2 separate regions of the Ovis aries genome follow, and region 1 is linked to region 2. The links are chromatin contacts, called in public Hi-C maps. All regions are on one chromosome and are shown on one strand. Each heading gives the region's core, a stretch centred on a gene start, on an enhancer-like site or on the middle of the called end of the contact. The rest is flanking DNA. Distances are from core to core; before and after follow the strand shown. Region 1 overlaps PTPA (protein phosphatase 2 phosphatase activator). Region 2 overlaps PTGES (prostaglandin E synthase).

The links. A called contact is a pair of places that touch in the nucleus more often than the background predicts.
Region 1: a Hi-C map of tail adipose tissue shows a contact between it and region 2, with 2.4 times the contacts expected there. The contact joins two enhancer-like sites. A contact is called at or near these places in 2 of 16 Hi-C or Micro-C datasets (hypothalamus and tail adipose tissue).

Annotation. Positions count from the first base shown.
Region 1 is chr3:7,321,156-7,323,855 of ARS-UI_Ramb_v3.0, reverse strand. The region is part of intron 8 of PTPA (protein phosphatase 2 phosphatase activator); the gene reads left to right. Among named protein-coding and RNA genes, the nearest start is that of PTPA, 26 kb to the left of the region's middle. Within about 2 kb of position 1,290, at least 52 of the 54 cell types and tissues checked have an H3K27ac peak or open chromatin away from gene starts, as enhancers often do. A contact at or near this core is called in tail adipose tissue, where this site is marked.
Region 2 is chr3:6,790,266-6,792,965 of ARS-UI_Ramb_v3.0, reverse strand. It overlaps PTGES (prostaglandin E synthase), which reads right to left. Exons shown (of 3, transcript XM_027966307.2): 3 at 1,881-2,512. The coding sequence ends at 2,263. Among named protein-coding and RNA genes, the nearest start is that of PTGES, 12 kb to the right of the region's middle. Within about 2 kb of position 1,380, at least 8 of the 54 cell types and tissues checked have an H3K27ac peak or open chromatin away from gene starts, as enhancers often do. A contact at or near this core is called in tail adipose tissue, where this site is marked.

The DNA of each region.
Region 1 (2,700 bases), core at 41-2,540, 530 kb before region 2:
GAATTCCATCACCTCCACTAGCTTTGTTCATAGTGATGCTTTCTAAGGCCCACTTGACTTCACATTCCAGGATGTCTGGCTCTAGGTGAGTGATCACACCATCGTGATTATCTTGGTTGTGACGATCTTTTTTGTACAGTTCTTCTGTGTATTCCTGCCACCTCTTCTTAATGTCTTCTGCTTACGTTAGGTCCATACCATTTCTGTCCTTTATCGAGCCCATCTTTGCATGAAATGTTCCCTTGGTATCTCTAATTTTCTTGAAGAGATCTCTAGTCTTTCCCATTCTGTTGTTTTCCTCTATTTCTTTGCATTGATTGTTGAGGAAGGCTTTCTTATCTCTTCTTGCTATTCTTTGGAACTCTGCATTCAGATGCTTATATCTTTACTTTTCTCCTTTGCTTTTTGCTTCTCTTCTTTTCAAAGCTATTTGTAAGGCCTCCTCAGGCAGCCATTTTGCTTTTTTGCATTTCTTTTCCATGGGGATGGTCTTCATCCCTGTCTCATGTACAACGACACGAACCTCCATCCATAGTTCATCAGGCACTCTATCAGATTTAGTCCCTTAAATCTGTTTCTCACTTCCACTGTATATTCATAAGGGATCTGATTTAGGTCATACCTGAATGATCTAGTGGTTTTCCCTACTTTCTTCAATTTGAGTCTGGATTTGGTAATAAGGAGTTCATGATCTGAGCCACAGTCAGCTCCTGGTCTTGTTTTTGTTGACTGTATAGAGCTTCTCCATCTCCGCTAGGTGGTGCTAAAGAGACACTGAACTTAGTGGAGGTTTTGATAACAGTTGAGGTAGAGGCGTGAACCGGGAGGAGGCTGCACGCCCTCGAGTTCTAGGTTGTTCCGCACGCTCTGTTCAAGGCCTGGTTCTCCCCCTGGATCTGGTGCTTGGGCGTGGTGGGCGGCGCTGGACGCTAGTAGGGGCATGCCGCAGAGCTCAGAGTGCTGGCAGGGACTCACCTATTTGGCCAGCCCTGAGCCGGCTGGTGCGGTTCCTGTTGAAGGCACACATTGAGCTAGTTCTCCAGAGTCTGGGCTCAGCACCCAGACAGGGCTTTCGCAGCCCCTCGGTGGTGGTGAGGGAGGCCCTGACTGACGGTTGCAAGGAGCTCTGTGTGCCGTGGCCTGCGTGCTGTGGCCGGGGGCGGGGGCAGTGTTGCCGCTGCAAAACCAGGGATTCGCTAGGGCTGGCGCAGCTGGGAGACTGAACAGACGAGTCGGAAAGGAGACTGGGCCAGCCTGGGACCTGCCCTGGTGGCCCTGGGCCTCCCGCACAAGGCCGTCGTGGGGCAGGCTTCTCCACCTCAGGAAATGCAGCCCTGGCGCCTTTAAGAGCCCAGGGCAGGCAGGAAAAGAATTTCAGTTTCAATCTGGCTTCTAAATTTGGAGTTTTGGGAAGGGAGGGATCAGATTTCAGCTGGAAGGGAAGGAGCTGACAGGAAAGCGCTGTGCAGAGCCTCCCCCCCACCCCATCCCCCCTCAGTTACTGACAGAGGAACCATTTACAAAAGGCCGATTCTCTTGGGAGTGAAGAGGCAGGAACGCAGCGTCTGTGAGTAATTTCCTGCTCAATATGGCTGCTCTGACTCACAATTCCCCTGGGGTCACTGCGGGACTGCAGCTCGCTTGCTCCTTCTAGCTTTCTCTTCTCCCTTTGTGGCTAGAATGAGCTAATTTTTTTTTTTTTTTTGTCTTCTCGACCCCTTTCCTTTTTCTCCTCATCTGTTTTCCTTTCCAGAGTTACAGAGGCTCCTTCCAAAGGACTGAAGGGTGGGGGTGGGCCAGCCCCTCTAGAGAAAGCATCTTTGGCCTTTCCAGGGAGGGGGCCAGGGCCTCTGGGGCCTCGGGGCTCAGGCCTCCCCCTGGCTCTGCCAGGGTGCCAGAGAGGCCTTTCGGCTTGCCATCCTGTGCCCCTAGTGGGGAAGGCTGGCCGACGCCCCCTTGCTAGCCTTGGCCTAAGAGCCGTTGCTGAGCAGACTCGTGGAGCTGCAGCTGTGACAGGCCAGCAGGGTGCCTCCTGGGTGGTTTCTCACAGGGCTCAGTCCAGAGTGAGACTGGTTCTATAGCTCCAGTGATCCCTGAGCTTCTCAGGGCCTGGAAGTATGCAAGAGAGGGCTGGAGCCTGGCACTCCTCCTGTGGGGCAGGGCGCCTGGGGAAGGGGCGGGGCGAGGGGAGGATGGGGGTGGAGTCTGATGGAGTGGGGCTCCGGAACAAGCTCTGAGGGCTGAGGGCGAGGGCCAGCACCTGCAGGCTGGGGGCTCCTGGCTGCCTTCCTGCAGGAAGGAATCTTAGAGAGAGGAGGGGGAAGTCTGGGTGAAGGGACCAGCCCAGGAGAAGCCCAGTGGGGACCTTGGGCCGTGGCCTCACTGCTCAGGGAAGGAGCCCATTGTCCATGCTACTGAACCGGGGGGTTGAGACAGGTTTTTTGGGGGGACTTGGGCCAGGGGAGGGAGATGACAGGGGTAAAATGGCAGCGTTTTCAGCTTTGATCTTGCAGTTTTGTAAGAGTTGCCCTCCCTGGGGGAGTGAGAGAGTGAGTCCACAGCCATGGGTGAGGGCTTTGTGCTCATGGGGCCCGCACTCATGCCCCAGTACGGAGAGGGGGCTGAGGGACCCCGTCCCTTCCCCCTGGAACAGCTCTCTACCAGCCCTGCCTCCACACACAGCCTCTTCTGGAACCTTCC
Region 2 (2,700 bases), core at 131-2,630:
CCCCCAGCCCCACTGTCACAGCTCAGCGACCGAGGGGCCAGGGCCGAGGGGCTGCAGCCGCTGCAGCTCTGAGAGGCAGCCCCCCCACCCATTTCCAGGGTCACGCGCTCCTCATGAGTGTCGGATGCCCTCCTCCCTCGGGTCTCATCTGGGCACTTTGCCTTCTCAGCCCCTTTCCCCAGAAGGGAAAATATTAAAATACAAGTGCACGCACTGGGTCTGCGCCTCTGTTCTACCCCGGCTCAGGGACGCTGGACAAGTCGTGGTTCCTTCCAGAGCCTTTCCTCATCAAAAAACAGAAATATCTCCCTCCTGGGATGCGTTTAAGCTTCAAGTGGGGAAAAAAAGTTGTGAACACCACGCCCAGCCCCTGCTTAGCAGACAGCAGGCACTGCACATGGGACTGCGCCTTCCTGTTTCCCAGATGTACAGTGGCAGCCCTTGAAGGGACGGTCCAGTGATTTAGATTCCATGTTTTCAATGCAGGGGACGCAGGTTTGATCCCAGGCGGGGACCTAAGATCCCACATGCTGTGGTACAACTAAGACTATGTGCTTTCATGAAGACTCCACACAGCTGATAATAATAATAATATAAATATTTGGGGGCTTCCCTGATAGCTGAGTTGGTAAAGAATCCGCCTGCGATACAGGAGACCCCGGTTAGATTCTTGGGTCTGGAAGATCCGCTGGAGACGGGATAGGCTACCCACTCCAGTATTCTGGCCTGGAGAATTCCATGGACTGTATGGTCCATGGGATCGCAAGAGTCGGACTCCACTGAGCGACTTTCACTTTTTTCCTTTTCCTGAACAGAGGCTCATCTCACCACCAGGGGGCAGTGTTACCCACTGGCAGCTCCCAGGGCGGCCGGAAGCGGGCCTCAGAATTCTTGGGAGGCCTGGGGTCCCGAGGGAGGCCCGCCTCCATCCTGCCGCCCTACTCAGCAAGCTCGTCAGTCCTCCGGGGCAGAAGTTCAGGGGCTGCAGGGTAGTGGGAGGGGGCGTCCCCAGATCCTAGAAGAAAGGAGCAGTGCTGGGAGTGGGGGTGGGGGTGGTTGTGGAAAGTGAGGCTGGAGGGCGCAGTGGTTAGAGCCGGTTTGGGAGCCAGACCGAAGCTGGGTTCAGAGCTGATCCCTCACTGCAGGGAGTCCACTCTGAGCTTTGGTTTTCTCCTCTGCCAAAATGCTGGCCTAGTGCCCCTCCTCCTTGCCCGTGACAGGAGGTGGAGTGAGTGTCTCCCAGGAGTCGGCTTGCATTCTGTGTGGCGTAACGCCCTAGTCTGGGCGTGTTTGTGTGTTTGCCCCAGACACAAACCCACAAAAGTGTCCAGGGAGCCAGATCCTTGGCCAGCCTGGACAGCAGTGAATGGCCAGGAAGCAGCAGCCAAGGCGCTGAGCTGGTCAGACAGTTCATCAGCGACTGAACCCACACGGTCTTAGAGCGAGTCCAGGGACACGGCGGTGGTTTTCAAACCTCACAAATACGAAAGGAGCCGGAACATTTCTTCTAGCCGTTGGTCCTTCAAAGCCCATCATTCTTGACTGACAGCGCTTTGGAGCAACTACAGCCTCAGGAAGAGAAGGCCAGCCTTCCTGGTGGGCCCTCCCGATCAGCACCTGTGCCAAGGATAGGAACGTCCAGCCAGGGAATGTGGCAGATCACAGGGAAGTGTCAGCGGGGCACGAAGGCACACAACCCTACCCCCAACCACTCAACTCCCATCCTAAGGGAAATTCACACCCTGCCTGTCCTGGGCCCTCCTGGAGAGAGAACTGGCAATGGTACCCAGACCCACCATTGCTGGGACTCCCAAGGGAGCTTTCAAAAAATGCAGATGCCCAGACTCCCCTCTCGACCAGCTGAACCAGAATCTCTGCGGTGGAGGTGAGAACTCCTCATTTATTACATCCCTGGATTCAGAAGGTCGTTAGGTTCCAAAACGTGAACTGAGTCTCTGTTCGCTTTTTCCAGCGTTGGGGAGGAGGAGGGAGGGAGGGAGGTTTTTACAGTGGAAGAATTTTCTATCAATCGTGACAGTCCATCTCTAAACAGTTCCAAATCAGCCGCTTCACCCAGGAATCCAGGGGACACACGGGCAAACACACACAGGTCCCCTGGGGCCAAGATCGCGTGCTCAGCCAGTTGCCAGGAAACCCAGCCCCGGGGCCTGTCACAATCTCAAAGGGGCCATCGGTCCCCCAGGTTCAGCCCCAGTGGCTCGTGGCCAGTGGTCTGGCGGCCGAGGTGGCGTCCATGGCTGGTCACAGATGGCGGGCTGCCTCCCAGACAATCTGCAGGGCCATGGAGGCGCAGGGGAGCTGGGCCAGGGTGTAGGCCAGGGAGCGGGTGGGCGCCCGCAGTTTCCCCAGGTAGGCCACGGTGTGTATCATGCGGCCCAGGAAGAAGACCAGGAAGTGCATCCGGGCGATGAAGGGGTTCGGTCCGAGGAAGGAGTAGACAAAGCCCAGGAACAGGAAGGGGTAGATGGTCTCCATGTCGTTCCGGTGGGCTCTGAGAAGAAAAAGGGGTGCAGTCAGCCAGGTGTCAGCTTCGAGAATGTCCTGGATGCTGGGACCCTCTGCCCCCAAAGGCCCTGCGCCCCTGGGGATCATCTCTGGCATACCAGACTGATGTCCACTGTGGCGGGGACAAGGAGGTACCCCAGAGGCAGATGGGGACTGTGACTCCAAGCTGGTGCC